2 separate regions of the Mus musculus genome follow, and region 1 is linked to region 2. A link is a contact called in public HiChIP or PLAC-seq data. All regions are on one chromosome and are shown on one strand. Each heading gives the region's core, a stretch centred on a gene start, on an enhancer-like site or on the middle of the called end of the contact. The rest is flanking DNA. Distances are from core to core; before and after follow the strand shown.

Region 1 (5,959 bases), core at 2,627-5,126, 110 kb after region 2:
TTACCTTGAATGCAGGGGTACTCGCCTGGAAGGTCGATGGCCACAGCCCGGTAGCCCCTCTCTGACAGTAGCTGCAACGTCCCCAGCTGTTCCCATGTGTGGGAATTAAATGCTTTTCCATGGAGAAACACGACTTCTGCCCTGGAGACACATGGGGAGACATGTGGTATGGGCATACCTGGGCAGCCAGCACCCCTTCTTCCCAGGTGTCTTTCATTGCCCTCCCAGGCTCTGAGCCCCAGGTGGTGGACTGAGGTCCCTCCATTAAGCCCTTGAGTAAACCTTCACCTGCGTGCCTGCTGGATTGGCAGCACCTCTCGGTAAAAGATTCGAGAGTTGCCTCTGGTGAGACCAGTCAGGACTGTGACATTAGGGCCTCTCCAGAGTCGCGAAGTCTGCTCGGGTGGGCCAGGCAAGCCCATATACAGGAGGAACACGAGCAGCAAGCCTAGACCCAGCAGGGCTGCCTGGTACCGGCTCATGAATTTCTTCTGTACCATAGAACCTGGAGGAGAAAGGGGAAGAGATAGGCTGAGGAAGACTTCCCTTCTCTTGCCCTCAAGAATGTCTGGATGCTCATACCCATCTACTTCTCAGGCCAGGGCAAAGGCCTGGGACACTCCACTATAAGAAGTGCATGAACCGGGCAGTGGTGGCGCACGCCTTCAATCCCAGCACTCTGGAGGCAGAGGCAGGCGGATTTCTGTGTTCGAGGCCAGCCTGGTCTACAAAGTGAGTTCCAGGACAGCCAGGGCTGTACAGAGAAACCCTGTCTCGAAATATCAAAACAAAACAAAAATAATAAAGAAGTGCATGAGTTATCTCTCATATTTAATGGCTATCATTATCACTGTGTTAGCTAAACCAGCTCTTCTGGCTGTAGCCGCCGTGCTTGGGTCTCTACACTAAGCACCCAGAAGCCACAGAAAACACAAAGAGAAGATATGATGAAAGTTCTCTGACACAAAGAATCCAGGCTCACAGGTGAATTCTCTGCTGCAGAGGCAGCCGAGGAACCGAGGAACCGGGTCCCAGGGCTAGTTTCCAAAACACCAGATCGAGTGTTCTGGAAGAATACATTGTATTGGTGGGAGTTGGATGAACCTCAGACCCAGTGGCGGATGGAGTCATGAAGGCTGCTAAAGGTCAAAGTGCAGAGAGCTCCACTGAGGACGGGCCTGGAAATGATTGTCTTTCTTCACAATGAATAAACTGCTAAAACCAGCAGTTCGTGGTTGCCCCAAGTGTCATGGGCCAGTTTGCAAAGAATGTTGGGCATGATGTTGAGGTGTGAGATGGTGGGGGCTGGGAGGATGTAGTGGGTCTAGAAATGGAAGGGAAAGCATGAAAGCCAGAGAGAAGAATATTCCCTACCCCTCCACCCCACTTCTGCCAAATGACCTCTTCATGGACTCCTCCAGGAGGGAGGAGAAGGCTTTGTCAGCCCAGAGGGCAGGAGGTCCTGGTTGGAGAATTCCCCTCTGCCTTGAGCTGAGTTCTGTAACTTGGGATAACTTCCTGGTGGTACCTGCCCAAGCTTCTTGGGAGATTTACACAATACACTCCACCTAAGCTGTTGGAGATGGGGTGTCCCCGTCATCATTTGCTGGGCCTGAGACGACCGTGCTTGTCTTACTCTGGGATTCTGGGTGCATCTTTACTGAGTGTAAACAAAGTGTGTGGGGTAGGGCTAGGAGCTGGGGCCCACCTGGGGCCACACCCACCTCTGTGGAACTCTTCTGCAGGCCTCACTCCCTAGCTCCGAAGTCAGGCTGTGCGTGGGCTTCAGCAGATCTTCCAGTGCTGATAGAAAATCAGGAGCCGGGTGCAGAAAGAGCACACTCTTCCTCCTAACCTGGAGCAGCCAAGGCTGCCTGTCTCCAGTGCAGCTTTCCCAAGAGGCGGAACATCCGGATGGACCACTCTTAGTGTCCCATCCTTCTTTCAGGGTCAAGGGGTGGGGTTTCACTCGTTGCCATGGCAACTTGGGTGCCCAAGACTAGACAACTGTAGGGGTTCTGATGCAGACTGCACTGCGGGTGGAAGAGGTTGGAGGTAAACTGTGCTTGCTCTGGTTACCGAAATGCCCCTCTTCCACAGCACACAGTGTGCACACACTCATAACAGACACAAGAGCCTGGCTTCCACACACTTTTCAAGAAGCTATCCCCTAAATGTACCATAGCCTCTTTGCACACCCATTTGGTTTATGCAGTCACACTTGTACACTAACACCCATAAATCCCATACATGGGTGCGTTAACAGTCTCTTCCAAAGTCAAAATATTTCATGCTGCAGAGGAGCTCCTTAAGCAGGGAGGTGAACAGCCAGAAATCAGCTTCAAGAACTCCCCTGAAACTGATCAGATTCACTAGAGCCCTCCCTGCCAGAGTAAACCACAAAAGCTGAGAGAGAACCCCTCTCCCACCACATAAAGCTAAGCTGCAAAGAAGCCTCCTCCGAGAGCACGCCAGCTCCCCAAAGAAGCAGAAACCAGCCGAGCTGCCTACAATAGGTTCACACCAGCTGAGGCACTTGGGAAAGACACTCCCCAACCAGGAGAGCTGCCTGCTGGCTGTGCGGTGTGTCCACGTTTTGTGAACTGTCACCCCTGTTTCGGGCTTTGGTGACATAGCTGTCTTTGAGTCCTTTCTGCTCCCATAAGTAATCCCTTATCTGTATTTCTGTAAGTAACCCCAATAAAAATCATTGGTTCACCAAGTTGGACTTTGGTGGTATCCGTACTGTGGACTGTCATGGGCTCCCTATCTGGGATAAGTAGATGTGTGTTTTCTCTCCCCAGGAAATATTTTGTCACAGGACATTATTCTGTGACCCAAAATAAGGTTTTTGTTATCAGGATGGACACATAGGATTTCAAAACCATATGGAAGTCAGGCAGGTGGCCCATGGCTTCAATGGCTTTAATCACAGTACTCAGGAGCCAGAGGCAGGAGGATCTCCATGAATTTGAAGCCAGCTTGGTCTACATAGGCAGTTCCAGGTCAGCCAGGGTCACATAGACACAGTCTCGGAGAAAAAAAAAAAAAAAACAAAAAACAACCCACACACAGGTATGGAAGTTGGAAATTCAGGACCCATAGGGTGAAAGCAAAGAAACAATTCCCAAAACTGCCCTTTGAGCTCCATACACATCCCCCGAAATAAATGAAATACTAAAAGGGCAAGAGTTACAGGTGAAGGGCACCTGCTGCAAGCCTGACGATCTGACTTTTATCCTTGGAATTAATTCACAGTAGTGGAAGGATGAATGGACTCCAGCAAGTCTGGACTTGACCTCCTTATGTGCCACCACCAATATAAATGTTTTAAGAAAAAAGACCTAGGGGAAAACAAACTACTAGCAAACAAGGACCTGCGGGGCAGGCGGGGAAAGAAACGCACCAACTGAAGGACACACACAAACCTTCGGAAATACACACAGTCAGATGCAGAGATAAACACAGAAGAGACATGCAAGCAGGCATGCAGACCGGAAAACACTACCCCAGCCCCCGCTATCCCAGCCCCCCGCCGCCAATGCGAAGAGAAGCACTTATACCCAGACCTTCCAAAACACACAGACACTCGCGTGCCCAGGGGCACAGGAAAACTGTACACGTGTTGCCCCGCGCTTGCGCCTTCCAAAGGACTCTGCCCCAAGCGGCAGGGACAAGGATGGCTGATCCGGGGACAACCTGAGGGCCTCCTTCTCTGGGGACACTCACCGCGTGGACAGGAGTGACCAGAAAGGCTCCGGTGAGGCGGGGCCCGGCCTAGGCGGAACCAACTGCCAAACAGCCTAGCGGCTGTGGTACAGCCTCCTTGGTAACCAGACGGCTAAAGTCCAGCCACCCAGGCGCGCTTGCGCAGTACGCAGCTGCAGGCCAAGCCTGGTTACCAGGGAAGAACGTGGGGCGGTGCCCTAAAGCACCGAGGCCCGCCCCTCTCAGCCCAGATTTTAGGAATTGTTATTGGCCTGAGAGCCTGTGGAAAGTCACCCGGTTCATCAATTTCCGCAGGTTTGTTTGCAAAATGGGGTTTAGGAAAGACACGCTGTGTAAGGATGTCATGGAACTTAAGGACAGGTCAGGTCTCAGAAGAGTTCTTGGCACCAAGCTCTCCTAGCGTTAATGCCAGATGATGCAGCAGCTCCAGACTTCTGCCCAAGCATTTTCTTTACTCGCCCCATTCCCCAGACGGGTCAGAGCTTAAGGTGTCTTCTAAGTCTGGTCTGCTCAGGACATTTATTTTTGGTTGGCAACCTGTGATCAACGTCTGGTCTGTCCCAGGTTCAGGCCTCTGTGTTGCAACCAGACTTTGGGGCAGGGAGGCCAGGAAGGGTGCAAAAGATTCACTACTCATTTGGTACCTCGCCAAAGTTGGCATTAACCGGATTCATTCTACAGGCTCAGAACACACTCCGATGTCACCTGGCCGAACTTTGGCGGAGCCTTCCACTCAGATATGTAGCATGTCAGCTTTATGACAGGTGTACAACTCGTCATGTACTGTCCTGACTCAGGGTGAGGGATGGGATGGGATGGGAGGTTGGGGGTTGGGGAAAACAGCAAAGATACCAGAAATATTTCGCCCGTTAAGTCAAGCCATTTCTGTGTGGAAATGATCTGTGGAGCAGATCAATGAGGATGCAGTTCGCTGACTGTTTCGAGATCTTCAACCCTGTTTTTGGTGCACATGGGGTGGAGGTGGGCTTGGGAAAACAAGTTTGATCAAAGAACGAAGGGTTAAGGTGCAGACGAGCCTAGTGGCAGCTTGTGACCAAGAGAGGGCGCCTGGAACGCCTAGGCCTGTCCCCACCTCCTGTCCCCACCCCTTTCCTACTTCTCTCCCCACCCGTCAATAGCACACGCCATTCTCCTGCGGAAGACCACGCACATTTCCAGGTACCACGCACATTTCCTGTACTCTCGACTCCCTCTCTTGGCGTCTCCACTCAGAACCCACCTGCCCCCAGGCTTCTCATCTCGGCTCTCCAGGTCACCTCTCCTTCCCTCTCCAGGCTACCCCTCCTTCCCTTGCTTCCTCCAGACAGACTCAGGGTTCTGGAACTGTGGCCAGTGAGCCGGGGAGCCTTGGCAGCGCGGGTGACCGCAGCGTCAACTGGTTGGGCTCCAGCGGCTAGCGCGCTGAGCACCCCGCGTCCCTGGCAGTCAGGAACTCCAAAGTCCTTGCTGACCGGTGCATGTGTTTCTGCTTCTGGAAAAAGGGCCTTCGTCCCAAACAAACTTGATCTCCTGCCTGTATTACTAGTTCACCCACAGTACGCTAGTGCTGGTTTAGATGAGGCTAATCAGGGCGGTATTTACCCTTGATTGAGCACTTACTATGTCCTAGGCATGTATAAGTTTTCCCCTCATGCATAGCCTCATTTAATGCCTATGAGCTATTTTTTTTTCTTTCTTTCGAGACAGGGTTTCTCTGTGTACCCTTGGTTGACCTGGAACTCACTCTGTAGACCAGGCTGGCCTCCAACTCAGAAATTCACCTGCCTCTGCCACCCAAATGCTGGGATTAAAGGTGTGTGCCACCACTGCCAGGCTATGAGCTAGTATTGAATAGTCCCACATACCAGTTTTTTACTAGCAGCAGATACCTTAACTGGGAAAGATTTTTTCACTTTTTGCTTTTTTTTTGTGGGGGGGTGTCTTCTCAAGACAGGGTTTCTCTATGTAATTCTGGCTGTCTTAGAACTCTCTCTATAGACCAGGCTGGCCTGGAACTCAGAGATCAGTCAACCCGTCTCTGCCTCCCAGTACTGGGACTAAAGGTGTGCACCACCACTGCCCAGCAGGTTTTCTTTTTTGTTTGGTTGGTTTTTGGAGACAGGGTTTCTCTGTGTAGCCCTGGCTGTCCTGGAACTCACTCTGTAGACCAGGCTGGCCTCAAACTCAGAAATTCGCCTACCTCTGCCTCCCAAGTGCTGGGATTAAAGGC
Region 2 (5,401 bases), core at 1,332-3,831:
CAACAAGGCCAAGGGGTTTTGTTTGATTTGGGAATTTAGATACTCTAACTGCCCCTACCCTGCAGTTCCCTGCTTAATGGGCTCCTGGCATAAAGTGTCCGCTTCCATACTAGTGGGAAAGGGGAGATTGCTAGCCCACGCCTCTGCGGTGGCCATGCTGCAAGACTGCCTGTGGGGCTTTCAGTGTCCTTCCTTGTCAGTCAGGCCAGCTGTCGATTGTAGGAACAGACTGGATTCTTAAGTAGTTACACATTTTCCCTATGGGTCCTCTCATGGGGTCCCAAACCCAATTTGTAGGGAAGGTACAGAGCAAGAATTCCCTCGCATGCCTTCTGGCAGTCCCCACTTACAAGAGGGTACTTGTTTGTTTCCACCGAGACCACCCTCTGCACACCAGCGTTTGCTAACAGGCACATCTAAGCACACACAGGCAGTCCAGAGTGAGTTTCTTATCCTCTCCATACGGGCATTCCTGGGCTGTCCTTTCAGCACAGTCAAGTTCAGAAGGGCCTGAGCCCTGCCACTTGGAGACAAGAGGCTCGTTTGTCTTTCTGTTGAGAGGTTACTTCTTGGGAGACAAGGGACTCAAGACATTGTATAATCTGTGGTGGGGACAGGCTTGATGCCTGCCTTTAACTAGTTGTAGACACTCCAGGGAAGAATAAGAACATCTGTCTAGTCCCTGGCTCCTCCTCCCCAGCCCTGTTTCTGCCTTTGGCATTCAGTCCACTGGCTCCTGTGGCTTAACAATAGGGAAGGGTGGGGGAGGCCATTCCCGCCTCAAATACCTAGTCAAGGCAGCCTGCAGCCTCCCCTCCTGGCACGCAGCTCATTAGCTGCACTTCAAACCTAGCTTGCATTTGGTATTGCATGGAAGGCTGGATGGCAGCTCCCATAGGGACCTGGCAGACATCTCTTGCTTTCCATCTTCCATCCCCGTCTGCGGTTGTGGTGAAAAGAAACACCCCTCCCCCAAAGAAGCTGCAGAGTGAAATGGGCTGGGCAGTGGCTGTGGTTACCTCTGGAGCCTGGGAATGTTCACGGTTGGTCATAGGAGATTTCTTCTGCGGCTTCACGCTAGAGTAGTAGGGCAGGCTGGAAGGGGGACACATGAGATGCGTGCATGCACCCCTCATTCTGGCTGGTGCGGGATGTGCTTAGAAATGGGTAAAGGGACTCCAGTGTCTGCTCTTGTTCATTTGGAGCCCTCTAAAGGAAGGGTCAAACACAGAATACAAACAAGGGGCCTGTGTAAGCTTTGTGTCAGACAGCTGCAGACAGGCTGATGCTGCCATGAACCGAGCCACAACTGACCCTGTGCACTGGCTGCCAGGCGCTCTCTCTGCTGAAGTTCCATCACACCAAACCAGGGGAAGCAGAAAAGCCGCGCCAGGCCTGCTATTCCCCTCCACTCACTCTGACTCAAGTCTGTAGGTGAGCACAAACCCTTTTCCTACCCTGGGGCTGCACCCAGAAGGGAAAGTGGAAGGTTGAGCTTAGCCTAGCACAGCATGGAGAGCGGGTCCATGCCTCGTCCTGACCTTGGCCTGTCTGGCGCCTCTAGAAAAGTCAGGGCAGCCAGGCGTGGTGGTGCATGCCTTTAATCCCAGCACTCAGGAGGCAGAGGCAGGTGGATTTCTGAGTTCGAGGCCAGCCTAGTCTACAAAGTAAGTTCCAGGACAGCCAGGACTATATAGAGAAACCCTGTCTTGGACCCCCCACCCCACCCCCCCAAAAAAAAAAAGAAAAAAGAAAAGTCAGGGCAGCGAAGTGGGTTTTCCCTGGTGTGTCCATGTGACAGGGGAAGCTTATGAAACCCACCCTGATGACACATGCCCTTCTCTGTCCCTGCAGCTGTCCTGTTGGGCAGGAGTTGCAGCTAGCCTGCCCGGCTTGCAGTGATGGTTTGCAAGCCTCCCAGCTGCAGAGCAGTCTCCCAGGCTTGGGGATGTAAAAGGTGGCCAAGGTTCCTGCACCTACTTAGCTCTGTTGGGCTCAGTGTAGAGTCAGTGTAGCAGAACCTCTGGATAAACGTGCCTGCGTCCTGTGCCTTAGGTTCTGTCAGATACCTGGCTTCCCCGGTGGCTTTCCCATGGCTGGCAAGGAGAGGCGCCTAAACCCAGGTCCACGTTGGCAGGGCTGTGTTTTGGTCTCCTCTGGTGTGAGCAGTACTCCACAGGTCCCAGGAGCATCTGGCTTTACAAAGGCTGGAGGTGGGCCCTTTTATAGCTTCTCCATCTAAGGAGAGGCTCTGCTTATTTGAGAGGTGGAAAGAGGGATTGCTATGAAGCCAGAAGAAGGAAAATTAGTCAAAATTCCTTATCACAGGCCTGGCGAGATGGCTCAGCAGATAAGAGCACTGTCTGCTCTTCCAAAGGTTCTGAGTTCAAATCCCAGCCACCACATGGTGGCTCACAACCACCCGTAATGAGATCTGACACCCTCTTCTGGTGTGTCTGAAGCTAGCTAAAAAAAAATTCCTTATCCCAGTGGCTAATCCAAGGATAGAAAATGCATTCCGTGTACTTCCCTAAGAAAGTTAATCCTCAGTAGCGATGGGGACTGGGGCAGGCGAACACAGCAGAGAAATTCTACACCCCTGAGATAATGTGAAACAGAGCCGGGACCCAGGAAAGCTTGTATTGCTTGCAGCCGACTGGGGGCTGGGCGGGAGGGGGGGCAGTTTAGAGATTGTGAGGGATTTCTGTAGATTCTTGTTTTATGGGCCAGCTATGTGTGATCCTGGGTACTTCAGCATTACAGATGTCCTCAGAAGAGAGGACCTCCATTCCTTCCCTCCAGAGTTCCGGCCTTAAAGCTGTAAGTCATCAAATGAGGGCTGATGGGAAGAGGAGGAACCCACAGATCCTTTGACTCCAGCTCTGACTTTGTCTTCCCCCATTTCCTGCTCTCCTAAAGTCAGGGAGAGGGGGCTCTCCCACGGCCAGGCAGTTGGAGGGCCATGCTCGGGGTGGGGCCGCTGGTGTCGATCACCCCTCTCCCTCCCCTGCCACACTTAAACTTGCCATAGCCTGGGATTAAAATGAACTAAGTGCTCTCCAGCAGCCAGGCAGACCCACCAACAGCCTTGGGCTGCCCTTTGCGCTCAGGGAACTGTGTTCTCTCTACTCTCCCAGCACTCAGGACTCAGCATTTGTCCATCACATACTTTCTAAGTGCCCCCGTGTCCTGGAACAGGAAGACTTGGAACTTGTCTGTGAACAAGATTTATGCACTAGATGTCTGACAGGCTGCTTGAGGGCCAGTGTGGGCACCCTCAGAGTTAAAAGCCCCTGAGCAACAAACCATTTGATGTGGGCTGTGACCAAGAGCCTGGGTGTCACGAAGGACTGAACTCAAACTAGCAGCCTGTCCCCCTCTAGTTCCTAGTCATCTTCACATGTGACTGGCCATGGTCCACCATCAGCAAGACAGGGCTTCCTCTGTGTACACGTGCTTGCTAGAGACAGGGTAGAGCTGGGACAGACTGCCTACTCGGCATTTGTACTTTGATTTAATAGCTCATAAGACCTCACACCAGAGAGAGACTCCCCATTCATTGCTTCTGTTTTGGATGTTGAGAATCTGAGTAGAGTCAAAACCATGTGATAGGGAGATTAATTCCACATTTTCTGTCTTTAAAATGAACAAAGGAGTTAGATGTGTGTAGCACAGTCCAGGTTCCTAGAGCCAGTGGCCATCCCTAGAACATTCTCCCACACCTACCACTTTTACTCACAGTGATGTGCCAGAGTAACTGAACCTTTTTTTTATGACACTCCTTAGCTTCTAATAAGAGTCCGGGGGGGGGGGGGAGAAAAAAAGAGTCCTGTATTTGGGGGGATACTGGGGAACCCAAGACCCTCCAGAGAGACCTCCTGGGGGGAGCCCAAATCAGCCACAGTCCTGGAAATGATTAAGAACAGTTTTCCATCGTAGGGGAGCTATAAGAAGCCACAGACCTCCTTGCACCCCACTGCCTCAGACCCTCCTAGAACTGATCACAGGAAACTCCTTTGGAACATCAGTGTGTCCCAAAATTCCAAAGCCTAGCCAGGGCAAGAGCTAGGGGCATCATGTTGCCTACAGTGCATCCTATTCCTACCCCTATGGTATGTGTTAAATAAACATGAGTTATTAAGTGAGCATTGCAGTAGCTTTGAGAGCTGTATTTTACATACAAGAGAACTGAAGCCCTAAGTATGGTAACGTAGCCGAGGCCAGTCGGCCAGCTGGTCAGGTTCAGATGTGAGCATGGGCCATCAAAGTCAGGATCCTGCTCTTTTGTCCTACAGGCCAAAGCTTCTCACTGAGACTCGCTGCGACATTTCCCAGGGGCTCACACCCCTGCTGCAGCCACAAACACAAAGGAGAGGAAGGCAGGCCCCAAGCATGAGCTGGGGCGAGGAGGGGATCCTGGGACAGAAGTTGTCCCTGGGCTTCAGGAAGCAGTAGTGGCCACAAGTGCCATTTGAGTGTCACACACAAGGAGTCTGATGTCTTGGGTAGAAAAGGTATCACATCCTAGAGGCGGTGGGAAGGATGGGATTCAAGAGTCACCCAGAACAGGGGTCACTAGGAAGCTGCGATGTGGGTGTTGAGGGGACAGGCAGGCAGGGAAGGCGTGGGCCCATAAGGCTGGTGTGTGCTAGCGCAGAAGGAACCCCTTCTCTGCAGAGCCCTGCTGGGGCTACCATGGTTGCTATGAGACAGCCGAGTGCTACCTTCTGCCCAATGCTGCTGTCTTTTCCTAGCCACAGTGGATCTCTGTCTTGCTACAGACTAGGGAAGATGTCTCAGGCCGAGGCTTCCCTGCTAGACTTCAGTTCGTCCTCCTCTTGCCCAGGCAGGCATGTGACGTGGTGCCTGGCTTAGCCACCTTGCCCACTTCCGTGTTACCTACTTTCCAGCTCATGGAGCAGGCCCAGGAGGTGCCCTCCTCTCTGGAATCTATTCCCTCGCCTAAGAGGGCCCAGGATTCTCCTTGGAATAAGACCTGACCACAGGGAAGTGCTTTGGCCAGGGCGGGTCGTAGCTGCTGGGAAGAAGGTCCCCAGAGCTGAGTGGGGAGTCAGGTAACCGAGGGAAGCTGGGGTGAGTCCTGCGCATGTGCAGACCCTCCCGAGAGTCTAGCCATGTATCTGAGAAGTATAGCTAGAGTGGCCGGCACACCATGTGCCTAACAGCTCACTTCGTAATTCCTCCTGAGATATATGTCACTTACCATCGGTGATAGCAGAACGGTTTTGCCAAAACTCAGCCCTTCCAGACTTCTGCTGGTGACAGCAATGTCTAGAAGGCCTCAGGAGCCAGAGTCCCTTGTCCTGCATGTGGTAGGTCTTCTGCACAGGTGGTGGCAGTGGCTGAGGGAACAGTAGCTGCTCGAAAGTCTGTGACTCTG

Evidence for each region. HiChIP or PLAC-seq counts read pairs in DNA pulled down with a chosen protein or histone mark.
Region 1: a contact with region 2 is called in an H3K4me3 HiChIP or PLAC-seq map of craniofacial prominence, with 2.1 times the contacts expected there. The contact joins the promoter of Abhd14a here to the enhancer-like site in region 2. A contact is called at or near these places in 6 of 39 promoter capture datasets (cranial neural crest, frontonasal cranial neural crest, liver and 3 more), 1 of 484 Hi-C or Micro-C datasets (muscle stem cells), 6 of 115 datasets of contacts at active chromatin or transcription factors (the 230-238 cell line, bone marrow-derived macrophages, craniofacial prominence and 2 more) and 3 of 9 other capture datasets (adipose tissue, liver and pancreatic islet).

Annotation. Positions count from the first base shown.
Region 1 is chr9:106,443,802-106,449,760 of GRCm38.p6, forward strand. Abhd14a (abhydrolase domain containing 14A) reads right to left here and starts at 3,877. Exons shown (of 6, transcript NM_001110271.2): 1 at 3,730-3,877; 2 at 1,725-2,033; 3 at 289-505; 4 at 26-141. The coding sequence starts at 482. It overlaps Abhd14b (abhydrolase domain containing 14b), which reads left to right and starts at 4,839. Exons shown (of 4, transcript NM_029631.3): 1 at 4,839-4,908.
Region 2 is chr9:106,338,065-106,343,465 of GRCm38.p6, forward strand. All of the region lies in intron 10 of Poc1a (POC1 centriolar protein A), which reads left to right. Among named protein-coding and RNA genes, the nearest start is that of Dusp7, 28 kb to the right of the region's middle. Within about 2 kb of position 2,582, at least 50 of the 459 cell types and tissues checked have an H3K27ac peak or open chromatin away from gene starts, as enhancers often do. A contact at or near this core is called in bone marrow-derived macrophages, craniofacial prominence, muscle stem cells and 1 more, where this site is marked.